Linked DNA regions of Mus musculus: region 1 is linked to region 2. The links are chromatin contacts, called in public HiChIP or PLAC-seq maps. All regions are on one chromosome and are shown on one strand. The core of a region is the stretch at or near the end of the contact, and the rest is flanking DNA. Distances in the headings are between cores, read along the strand shown.

What was found. HiChIP or PLAC-seq counts read pairs in DNA pulled down with a chosen protein or histone mark.
Region 1: an H3K27ac HiChIP or PLAC-seq map of embryonic fibroblasts shows a contact between it and region 2, with 2.6 times the contacts expected there. The contact joins two enhancer-like sites. A contact is called at or near these places in 1 of 15 datasets of contacts at CTCF or cohesin (the NIH/3T3 cell line), 2 of 484 Hi-C or Micro-C datasets (bone marrow-derived macrophages and cerebellum), 3 of 115 datasets of contacts at active chromatin or transcription factors (effector CD8 T cells, embryonic basal ganglia and embryonic fibroblasts) and 3 of 9 other capture datasets (adipose tissue, embryonic stem cells and liver).

The regions. Positions count from the first base shown.
Region 1 is chr10:39,520,006-39,525,600 of GRCm38.p6, reverse strand. Fyn (Fyn proto-oncogene) reads right to left here. Exons shown (of 14, transcript NM_001122893.1): 6 at 2,749-2,847; 7 at 97-200. Among named protein-coding and RNA genes, the nearest start is that of Gm40627, 68 kb to the left of the region's middle. Within about 2 kb of position 3,595, at least 32 of the 459 cell types and tissues checked have an H3K27ac peak or open chromatin away from gene starts, as enhancers often do. A contact at or near this core is called in embryonic fibroblasts, where this site is marked.
Region 2 is chr10:39,318,810-39,325,124 of GRCm38.p6, reverse strand. No RefSeq gene overlaps it. Among named protein-coding and RNA genes, the nearest start is that of Gm31616, 48 kb to the left of the region's middle. Within about 2 kb of position 2,729, at least 41 of the 459 cell types and tissues checked have an H3K27ac peak or open chromatin away from gene starts, as enhancers often do. A contact at or near this core is called in embryonic fibroblasts, where this site is marked.

The DNA.
Region 1 (5,595 bases), core at 2,346-4,845, 200 kb before region 2:
GCTAGAAGGCCCCGGACCAGGCAAGAGCCACGCCTTCCGATCCCAAAGACCTTCAGATCTGAACAGCACATCAGTTTTGCCCTCTCCTTAGCTTACCTTTGGTGGTTTCGCTCTCGCGGATAAGAAAGGTACCTCTTGGGTTTCCAAAGGACAGGAGCTGTCTCTCAGCATCTTTGCGGCCAAGTTTTCCAAAGTACCACCTTCAAGGGAGACACAGGCAAGAAAATAAATACACTTGTGACTGAGCAATGTAGCTAGCTTTTCCTCCACAAATTCCTTCGCCTCTAATGTTGCTTCCACTGCCCCAAACTAGTTTTTTCTAGCTTCATTCAGTCCTTTTTCAATCTTTCCTGATTCTATCCACTCTGCATCTCTTCCATTCTTAAAAAAAAAAAAATCTTGAATCATGGATTGTGTTCCTTCCCTCCAGGACGACAGGGATGTGTGTGTGAAATGCCACCTGCACGCACAGAGAGAAACCCACCACCTTGTTTGAAATGCCAACTGCAGGGGACGATTCCATAGCTCAGCTGTACGACCCTTGATTTCTGAGCATAATTACAACTCCTGGGAAATACCAAGACTCAGCTCTAGTATAAGGATCATCAATCAAGCATGATTTTTTTTTTAAAGGAGCCCACTCAGGATGGATAAAGAAGGAAGACAGATAACACTTCTACTTAGTCTCTACCTACAGGAATTCTGAAGACGGGAACTCAGCTCTACCCCTGATCTGAGATGGCTGCTGTTCTTGGAAGCCTGGTTTGATTTTCTCTCCCTGTCCAGCATTCGTGAGGAGCGTTTACCAAGTACCTGGCCTGTGCCCTGCAGTTGCGCTTCTCTGACACAGCTGCAGGGATTGCTTACTGCACATCTGAGAGAAAGCTGTGCACGGTTAATGGGCATGTCCATAAAAATGAGTCGGTGGTGCAGACATTTTAACATTCCCTTGCAACAGCACTGACAGCACACTTGTGCCGTGGCAGGAAGCCTCACAGGCCTCCTCAGGACCGGAATGCGTCTTTTGTCTCTCCACTTGAGCTGCTGAGTCCTAACCAACGCCCGGCAATCCGTTCACATTTCAGCACTGGATTGTATATGAGAGGATAAGTATGCCAAGAGCCCAAGGGAGAGTTCTGGAACATTCCACCAGAATCTGTGAGTAGGAGCAGCTTTCAGGACCAAACCATCACAGTATTCATCTATGAAAGCAAATGGTTTTAAAAATGAAGCTTCAATTCACCATGCCTGAATGTAGCTAGGAAGTTCACCATCAGATCCTTCTGTGAGTCAAAGAATTTCACCGAAGGAGCGTCACCTTCAGTGACTTGAGAAGTACCCAAACTCTCCACAATCCCAGCGTAGCAATAGCTGCTGTAAAGGATACGACACCAGCTATGTGAGAAATGTCTTTTTTTGGTTTGTATCAGTAACTCAATTAAAATGCTGTGTAAAACTGGTGAGAGGAAGGCCTGCAGAACAAGAGGTTACACTTAACCACACGCTGCTTGTGCAAAATACCGATTAATTGCACGTGTAAAAACCACAGGCTGTATTTTAAAAAGCTAACTTATACTCTAAAAAGCCCAAAATATTAAAAAAAAACCTTATCATTATAAATATGACTTAAATATGCACCCCCAAGTGGATTCTCAGTTAAATCAAAGGAATGTTACTTTGTAGTTAAGTTTTAAATTCCGAAAAGACACAGGAGATATTTACCAATCTGTCCTAAAAATTCAATACAAATACACATATTTCCTATTTTCTGATAATGAAACACACTAGTAACGAAGGGGGTAAAACAGCTCAAAACACAGTGCTGGAGAAGCAGAAACAGATCGAAGTGTAGGAGTACAAAAGACTTAAAGAAGAATGATGGACGCATGAGGATTAGGCTAGGGTGAAGGTCTACTCCTCTGTGCTGTGCCTCCGCAAATCCACAGCAGGCTGCAGGCCGTGAGCAACCGACAGTGACTCCTTTCTCTTTCTGGTGAGGTCTGTCCCTGTAGGTGGGGTAGAGGCCATCCATGTTCCTGAGCTTGGGACATCAACCTCCCTCCCCATTTCCTAAGAGTTCCTACAGGTTTCTCTGGAAAGAGAATGAACAATGACCAGTCAGCCATCCTTTGAGAGCCCCAGACTCCTACCACTTTCCAAAACTGCCTCCCTCCAGTGGGAGGGTGGGGCCAAATAACTGCTGGTCAAGGTCGACCAGCCACAACACCAACCGAGACCTCAGTCCAAGGAAAATATCCCTCGAAGCCCACAACTGCAGTAGTTTCCAAGTTGCTCTTCTGCCTGGGGAACAAAAAGCTATGTCTTTTCAGAAGGCTCAGTATTTCTGATTATCAAGCAGAGGACTCCTGTGTGTGTGTGTGGGCTTAATCTCTCATAATTATCTGCCTCCCAAGTGCTCAGGGAGCAGACTGCAGGCGCACGGTGGGCTCTCAGTAACACACACTGCAGCTGTGGTTTCCCCACATTGGTTTTTCATCTGGAGCAAGTTACTGGGTTTTCATCTAGGGTACTCACATAGAGCTTCTCAATCAGAAAACGGACGGGCTCAAAGGAAACCACGAAGTGAATAACAGTGTACTGCGCAGACTCGACAGCACAGCAGGACTGTAGCCTCTCAACCCTTAACCACTGGGAAAGGTCTTCTCGCTCCTGTGCTGTGTCACTGGCATTTTATGTGACAATTAAAAGCAGATATTTAGACAGACAACAACAACAACAACAACATACTCTTCTGCCTGGATGGAGTCAACTGGAGCCACGTAATTGCTGGGAATGTAACCAGTTTCCCCGGTTGTCAAGGAGCGGGCTTCCCACCAGTCTCCTTCCCTGCAAAGGAAAAGAAGGGACATGAATTGAACGCACCATCCAGCTGGGAATTCTGCAGGCCGACCCTATGCCTTTTCTGTAGCCTTGTGCCCCCTTCTGCAAACTTTCAACACGGGCCCTAAGAAATCCAAAGCACCACGCGCTGAAGTCAGAGTGCTTTTCTTACGTGCACGAGGCTCTAGGTTCAATACCCGGCCCCACATAAGCTAAGGGTGGAAATCCCAGTAGGAGGTTGAGGAGTTCAAGGGCATCATCAGGAGATCCTGAAACGGAAACTTTCCCACTTAGGGCTCGGGGAGGAGCATCTTTCTGGGTAGGAGGCAATCTTGAATGAGGGGTGTGTGTGTGTGTGTGTGTGTGTGTGTGTGTGTGGAGTACACACACCAGCCTCAGTTTACTTTGGAGAAGCAGTAGGAGGCCCAGTGAGGGTTGGATGTATGCTTAGTGGACCTATCAAGCTTGCTCTTGACGAAGTAGGAAGAAGACATGACCTTCTGCAGGTAGTATAAGAACACCACATAACAGGATTTCCTCAGACACTCTCAACAGGATGTTACTCTATTAAACATTCATAGCTCCCCCCACCCCCACCCCCAGATTCAGATGGAGGCCAGGCAGTTGTGTAGCTGGAGGGCAGAAGAGATCTCTGAGCCACTGCAGCAAAATTCTCAGAGTGTGAATCAGGAAGGGCACTTCCGACTCTCAGTTTACAGTCACTATATATAGAACTATTATCCATACGCTTGGATTCATGAAGGTTTATGGCATGTGAGCTTCCTCCCATTAACAGTGGGTGGGCCAATGATCATGTGCGTGGAGTTTAGCTGTGACTTGCACCAAATGAAAGCCTCTCTATCTATGAGGGCCAGGGAAACAGGCCTGCCGGTCACCATATTAGGCGCCTCAGCCTCTGACCATTACAGACACATCACCTCCTTTTCTTCTTTTTTTAGTCTGTGAAGGTAACAAGAGAAACCTCAGGCCTTTCTTTTCTTTTTCTTTTTTTTAAAATTGTCTTTGGCTGGGCTCTGTTGATGCTCAGTCAGGGAAGAAAACGTACTGATTTTGGGCTGGGAAGACCTTCCCCAGGTCAACATTAGGTAGACACCCTGGCCTCCTGTTAAGCCAGAGTCCTCCCTCCTTCAGGTTCCCTACAGAAAAAACTTCTGAGCAGGGGTACCAAGGACCAGTGACATCTGGTGGGGCTTTAGAAAGTCACAGAATAAAAGAATAAAATGGGAACTCATCCAAGTGGGTGTGGCTATGAGATAAATAACAGTAGAAAACACACACATACACACACACACACCCAAAGTGCTAATATAAGTTTTAAAAAATTATATTAAAAAATTATGTGTAGGCATGTGTGCCTCTCTATGCAGTAATGTGCAGAGGAGTGGAGGTGCCCTTGGATACCAGAGACCTCTATCCTGCTGGAGCTACAGATGGTTATGAGCTTATTGATGTGGGTGCTGGCAGCACACTCTTAACTCCTGAGCTATCTCTCTAATTTTGAGGGATTATAAAACCTATTTCTTGGTTAGGGGTGTTAGAGCACACATTTAGTCCAAGCACTTGGAAATAGAGCCAGGTGAATCTCAATGAGTTCAAAGCCAGCCTGGTCTACAAAGTGGGATCCAGGACAGTCAGGGCTACATAGTGAGACAACAAACAAACAAAGAAACTCCTAGCATCTTTCCTTTTTAACCTTATTAAACTAACAGATCAACCATGAGAGTGATACTGTAGTTCTCTTACCCAGAAAACTGTTTAATTATAATCACATTGTGTCCATATTCTTATTTGAAATATTTATACACATCAAAGAATTTACATAGACAAAACTCCCCCAAGGAGAGCCATGTCCTTTGTCAAGTGAACATCTCTCTTAGCTACCATTCGTGCATGTGTGCATGTGTGCCTCTGCCTTGTACATCTCATGACGTAGATGCTTTGTGGCCGCGTGCCTGCCTAGTGCACACAAGGCCAGGAGCCCATCCCCACCCCCAAGGAGAAAACCAAGTTAACATTTTAAGTCAGCACTGTTCCCATTTCTAGCCCCACAGAAATATATGTAGTTGTAAGTCTAGCATCTAAATGCATATTGGAAGTTATACTGACCACCATGTGTTTAAGAAAAAGGCTTTACCTTCATTTTAATAGTGAGTGTTTACTGCTCTGAAATTCCACTAGATGGAGACATTTCATCATTGAAAAACATAAAGATCACCCACTGGCTCTTCACAGCAACCAACCTTCACTGCTCCCAGCCTGGGAACCGCTCCAGACAGTGAAGAAGAATGAAGAGCTGGCAGCCCAGGCTTGTCTCCTAACGCATGCTAACCTTCATCAAGTTACTTCTAGTTAAATCAAAGTGAAAAAGAGCGAGCACCAATTTCAGGTGATGTCAGGATGTTGGGGGATCTTGCTGCAATCGGGGACAAGCCCAGTCTTACTCAGGTGACTGAGTAATCATGAATTGACTCACTAATGAGGCAATTTCCAATTTAAGTTAGTATCAGCTGTCTTGTTTTGGTGTAGCCATCTAAATAAGTTTACACACATTAGAATGTAACAGTTGTTCAGAAGAAAGATAGCACCACTCTGGACTTAACGTTTCTGGGCCATTTTTCCCCCTCACAAGAGTGACACACAAATGACAAACAGTCACACATTATAAGGCAAATGTCACATCTTGTGGCATTTTTCTCACACTCTATTCTCACTGGTCCTAGACTCAAAATATCT
Region 2 (6,315 bases), core at 1,480-3,979:
ACAACCTGAAACTTCTAAAGCTTTTATCAGTGTTCCTTTGGGAATCTTATATTTTGAATAATAGCATATCTGTGTGCGGTGGTATGTACATGCAATACCAGCATTCTGGAGGCAGAGGCAAGAGGATTACCACAAATTCAAGATCAGCCTGGTCTGTATACCAAGTACCAGGCCAATTAGGGCATCATAATGAGACTGTCTCAACTAATAAAATAGATAGATAGATAGACAGACAGACAGGTAAAAACAGTATAATTGCAGGCCCCTGAAAGGTGTTTCTTGGCAGCACTCTCCTGCCCACCTCTGATCTTCCTGAGAAATCCACAGAGGGTAGTCTCTTCTCTCTGGGCATGTGCCCCAAACTTCCCTCTCTTTCCTGCATCCCTGTTACATCTCCTTCTTCCCTTTTTATTTTCTTTGTATCTTAAAAAGACAGATTTAGATATTCAAAAAAAGAATGATTATTATCTGGGAGGACATTGTCTCATCATCCTTTCCAAGGTGGAAGAGAACACATTATTTTTAGTTTCTTAGACAGACATTCCTAACAGGATAGTGAAATTATCTGTCATCTGTGACATCAGACTTTAGGGAGGTCTGCGGTCACACAGTAATTTGAAAGTTGCAGTTGGAATCTGATGAAATCACAGGGGGTGTTGCAAGAGACACCCTTGCAGAAATTTCAAAGTGATCTGAAGGCTGCTTAGTTAATGTATTGGCTTAAATATATTTTCTGTGTACTTCTTGCAAAGTCTAATTAGCATGCATGTTCTGTCACACTGTAGGTATTGTCGGTGGCTTTTTATAAATAAGCACTTGCTTCCTAATGACTCCATGAAACTGAATGCCAGCCACATATGTGCTCACCTTTAATCATGGTGCAGCTCTGCCAAAGACTTAATTACAAAGGAAAGGTGGGATCCTTTCCCGCTGGCTTTACACGCCTCCATCAGGCGTGTTGCATTGTGGGACATTAGGACGTCACTGTGTTTATCTCAATGCCAACAATACTTGCTTTCATGTACATTATATTCGTTGATTATTTCTATCTTTAGTGAGCAAGATCTATATCAGGTACTGTTCTGGAGTCTGAAGATAGGGAGAAATACCAGAAGACAGTTCACCCAATGTTTGCAGTCTGGATCTAACTAACCACCACTCTTAAGTTGAAGCACTCCAAGTGAGCCGCGTAGAGTAAGGGGGCCTGGCCAGGGATTTTTGGGAACAAATTTATTGGTGTAAAACCTCTATGTAACACTGTCAGCAATTTCATGATGTTATGAGTTATAAAAACCAGAAATGTATTTAAGAAGGAAAAAATACCTGGACTCTTCTCAATTAGGATAAAGTAACTATTATAGATATGTTGCCTGAAGGCAGTGTCTTAAAAGTTTAGTTTCCAGCATTTGGTCCTACTGGGTGACAGTAGACCATTTTAAGAGACGTGGCCCATTGGGAGGGTAGTTAAATCACATAGGGTATGTCCTTAAAGGGAATACTGGGACTGGATACCAAGAAAAGAGCAGCTACCTCCACCATGCACTTTGACATATGAGTCTCTCTCCCCTCAGGCCCCAAAATAAGGAACCATTTGGATCATGAGCCAAAAAAACCCTTCCCTCCTAAAGTTGATTTGCCTTAGTGTTTGTCACAGTAGCAGGAAGCTCACACAACAGCGCTCTGCAAAGTGCTTTATGAACTCATCAATGCTGCAAGACATAGGAGCTTCTGTTTGTATAGTTGACCATCAGTTAGATGCTCTGCATATAGTGGACCACCAGTGAGATGCTCTGTGTATAATGGACCATCAGTGAGATGCTCTGCATATAGTGGACCACCAGTGAGATGTTCTATGTATAATGGACCAGTAGTGAGATTCTCTGTGTATAGTTTACCAGAAGTGAGGTGTTTCGATAGGAATGAATTCTTCTGATTTGAAACTTAATGTTTTCAGAAATCAGTGCAGGATCTGTGATTCTGGAAGGAGACATGGATGAAAGTGCAAACGGCATGTGATGGTGGTAAGGCACAGCCCTGCCCCTCCTTTCCTCCTGGCCAATTCTGGTCTTCGCCCTATATATTATCCTCAGAGAGACTCTTCAAAGGACAACTCCATTTACTTACCTCAAACCATCACAGTCAAACTGACATTGCAATTCTATAGTATTTGGTTTCAATAAGACAAAAATAAACACAAATTACATCCACTTAACTTTATTTTAAATCATCTGCTGGGATTCTAGTCTCCTTCTAGAAACATAATTGTGTATCAGTTAACAATCCAGCATAAGAAGATTATAGGTATAATTTAGGGTGGAAAATGACTAGGGAACATTTTCTATAATTGTAAATTGAAATGAACTCTTTAGAAACAGCTAAATGACTTTTGGCAATGCTAAATCCTAGCCAAACCAACTAAAGATGGTTGTTGAGACATCTAGCTCCCTAGATTAGTCTTTGCTACATACTAGGAGGCTAATAAGGTTTCAGTCGTCTTTCTTTTGCTTCTTTTAGCTTGTCTATCTCCCCTACTCTTACATTTTTGCGGATGTCTGTCTTGTTTCAGTCAGGATCTAGATCTGGCTGTGGTGGACAGACATCCAAAACAGCAGAGGCTTAAATAATGAGAAGAGTTTGATTTTTTTCCATAATTGAGTTCAAGATGTCTGAAGGAATCTATTTTACTGAATCATCAGAGCACTTGGCTGCCTGCCTTTTCCATTCCACAGTGGGGAAGAGCCTGCCTTTCTTCAAGACCACAGTCTGAAGGTGGCATGTGTTACAACTGCTCATAAACATCCCATCAATGATAATGTCACATGTCACACCCAGCTGGAAGGGAGCTAACAATTTTCGTTTCTCTTTTGGTTGGCTGTGTGCTCCCAGCTGACTGGATATTACTGCAGGAAAAGAGGCAGATAGCTATTAAGGAGCCAATAACGACTTAGAGATAAATGTCGTATTAAATACTCAGCCTCGGGATCAAAGCTTTATACTGATTGCTCTCAGAGTGAAATGTCTAGTCCACAAGCATTAGTACCACGTGGGCACTTGATACAAACTCGGACTTTTCCATCGTCTACTCAACAGCGCCTTGGGTAGAGAGTCTTGAGTCTCAGGGAGCCTTCCCAGTGATTCCAGTGCCTGGTAAGACTTGAGAACCACTGAGCAGGGACTCACTTTTCCAAAATAGCTAAGCTGGGGTCAGGAAGGCTTCGAAGCGATCAGCTCCTGACCCTTGACTTCTCTGGTCCATGTTAAGTCACTCTGTCTGAATCGGTCCTCGTGATGGCTCATTGACCCAGCAACCAGAACTTCCTCTGATGACGCTGACGAGCTTGCTTACCACTGTTCCTTTGCTTGCCAGCATGGAATGACAGATCTGACACGGAGGACACATCTGAGTCCCCACTAACCATCGTCATTACTCCTCTCCCTCCTTCTGGGACTCGCTTGCCTCAGTCTCTCCCTCTCCATTCTAGAGTTATTTTGGGAGGATCTCTGCTGAGCAGCTGTCCCCGAGGAGGCATCCAGTGTCTCATACTGTATTTTCTTTTCCCCAAACAGCTAATTATGCTGCTGACGTCTGTCCAGTCCAGAGATGGGGGAAGGGAACAGTGGTTCAACAGTGAGTTGATCCCATGGAGAATTCTACCTCACACAGCGCATGCTTCCCCCAGCACCCTCCTAACTGTCAACAGCGGTGTCTGTCATCTGGTGGCCAGACATCCGAACAGACTTTGCCAATTAGAGAAGTCACACCTCTCGGTTGGCAGGCGCGTGCTATTGTGCCTGAGACCAAGGCAGAGAGCCATATGGCTTTCATGAAAAAGATTCGCCAAGGGAGAAACAAGGGGGTGCCCCTGAGGGCAGCCTGTGTCAGATGGGAGGCCTTTGCTGATGAAGTTCACAGGTAAAGCTGGAGGGTGGGCTGTTAGGTGGTGTAGATGTAATTCAGACTACTGCGACACCACTTCAAATCAGCATTTCCTTCAGGAATGCTGACATTGAATTTGGCTTGGCAGCCTTAAGCCCCTTCTGTTCTTTTCTCCTTTGTTATTTCCCCAGCTCTCTTATGGTGAACTCTTGAGTTTTGCTCCACTGTGTGAGGAAAACAGAACAGGGAAAATAATAGCAATCACCCCACCTCCTCAATGTGCGCGCGCGCGCACACACACACACACATACACACACACACACACTCACAGTTGTCAAGTTGTAAAGGCTGCTGCAATCCAGTTCATCGGCGTTCATTCCACCTCAAGGCAATTTGCAATGGCACAGGGAAAGTGCATTTGATGGTGGTTTTCCACATGAGTAAGGAAAAAGGAAGTTCTCCCTGTTTGGATTTGAATCCTGGTCCTCCACGGGTGAGCCATGAGTGGCTGCATCACTCAGTTGTCATGTTGGCCCCTGTTTCTCAATTAATAGAAGGGGCTCTGAGGCTGTGCTGGACTCCAGCATCCTTTATGTCCAAGAACACTTACGTTGTAAATAACCCAAATGAGGCTGAAGCGCAACACCACCATGCTCTCCCATAGAAACTATAGACATGTGAATTTATCTTTCTTCTAATTTTAATGTTGAAAAATTTCAATACTCACAAAGATAGTGAAAAAATATAAAGAGCCCTATACACTAAAAACCAGTTTCAACACTGTCTTGTTTTCTCTAGTCTAAAACCAAACCAAACCAAATCTACAATATAATATTTTATTGTCCTATTTAAATCTTTATTGTGTGTGTGTTCCTTGTATATATGTGTGTCCTGTATATGTGCGTGTGTGTGTGTGTATTGGCCTCTGACATTGTTCCTTAAAAAGCTAGTCATCTTGCTTATGAGACAGAGTTTCTCATTGACCTGAAGCTCCCTGGTTAGACTAGGTGGGCTGGACGTTGAGTCTGAGAAATTCTCCTGTCTCTGCCTCCCCAGTTTTGGATTATAAGCACATACCACCATACTTGGCTTTTTACATGGGCTAGGTGGAATTTAAGTCAGACCTTTGAATTTGTACAATAAATACCTGACCCACTGAGCTCCTAAATGTTTTACTTTTTAAAAAATCCTTTGCATTTGTGTGTGTGTGTGTGTGTGTGTGTGTGTGTGTGCGTGTGCATGCATGCATGCACGTACGTGTATGCACACATTATGGAACAGCTAATGTGAGTAAAGAACATATGCTTATCTCACATTTTTTGTGGTGAGAATATTTAAATCTGCTTGCATTTTCAAGAATATTCTATATTGCTATTAACTGTAGTCATCACATTGTGCAGTAGATGTCTTGAGTGTGTTTCTCTCGTCTAAATGGCATTTGTGTCCCTGGCAGCACCACCTGCCCTTGCCCCCTTACCACTCCAGCTGCAGACAACCACAATTCAATCTGTACTATTTCCTCCCATCTGCACCCAGGATTCGTGATTTTGTTTGTTTGGTTTTGGAGACAAGGTCTTCCTATGTACCCCCAGTTGACTATGATATATAAGTGAGGCCACCCTTGAACTCACAGAAATCTGCCTGCCTCTGCCTCTCGAGTACTAGGATTAGAAGTGTGAACATTCTATTAACTTTTAGATAGGATTTCATATAGTCCAAACTGGCCCTTAGCTCACTATGTAGCAGAGGATCACCTGATCCTCTGATCCTCCTACCTCTGCCGTGCCTGACTATATATTTTTCTAATTGTACAAAGTAAGGCATACAATCAGAACATTTCAGTACATGTACATACCATCTATCAATCATATTCAAACTTTCTCTGGTACTTAGTCTTTTGTCAGTTTATATGATCCAGCATCATCTGGCACCAAGGAACCTCAGTTGGTAAAATGTTTTCATCAGACTGGACCTGTAGGCAAGTCTGTGGAGCATTTTCTTAATTACTGATTGATGTCGTAAGCCACAGGTTAATATGATGGTGGTACCCCTGGGAAGGTGGTCCTTGGTGATATAAAAATGAAAGCTGAGTAAAACTGGAAAGCAAGCCAGTAAGCAGCATTCCTCCATGGTTCCTGCCTTGAGTTCCTTTCCTGACTTCTCTCAGTAATGGACTGTAAGTTTTAAGCTTCAATGAGCCCTCTTGTCTCCATGTTTGTTTTGCTCAGTGTCTTATCGCAGGACAGAGCTTGGTTCCTAGAATTAGGGGTTGCTGTGAGGAGCCTGACTGTGGTTTTTGGTGAAATGTGGAAGACTTTGGAATTTAGGATTACAAGAGTAATTGAATGCTGTAAGTAGATCATAGAAGCTTGGGAGTCCAGTCTTGCTTTGGTATTGTATTTCCTTACTATGCCCCGTTGCTTCCATAGTAATGTGCC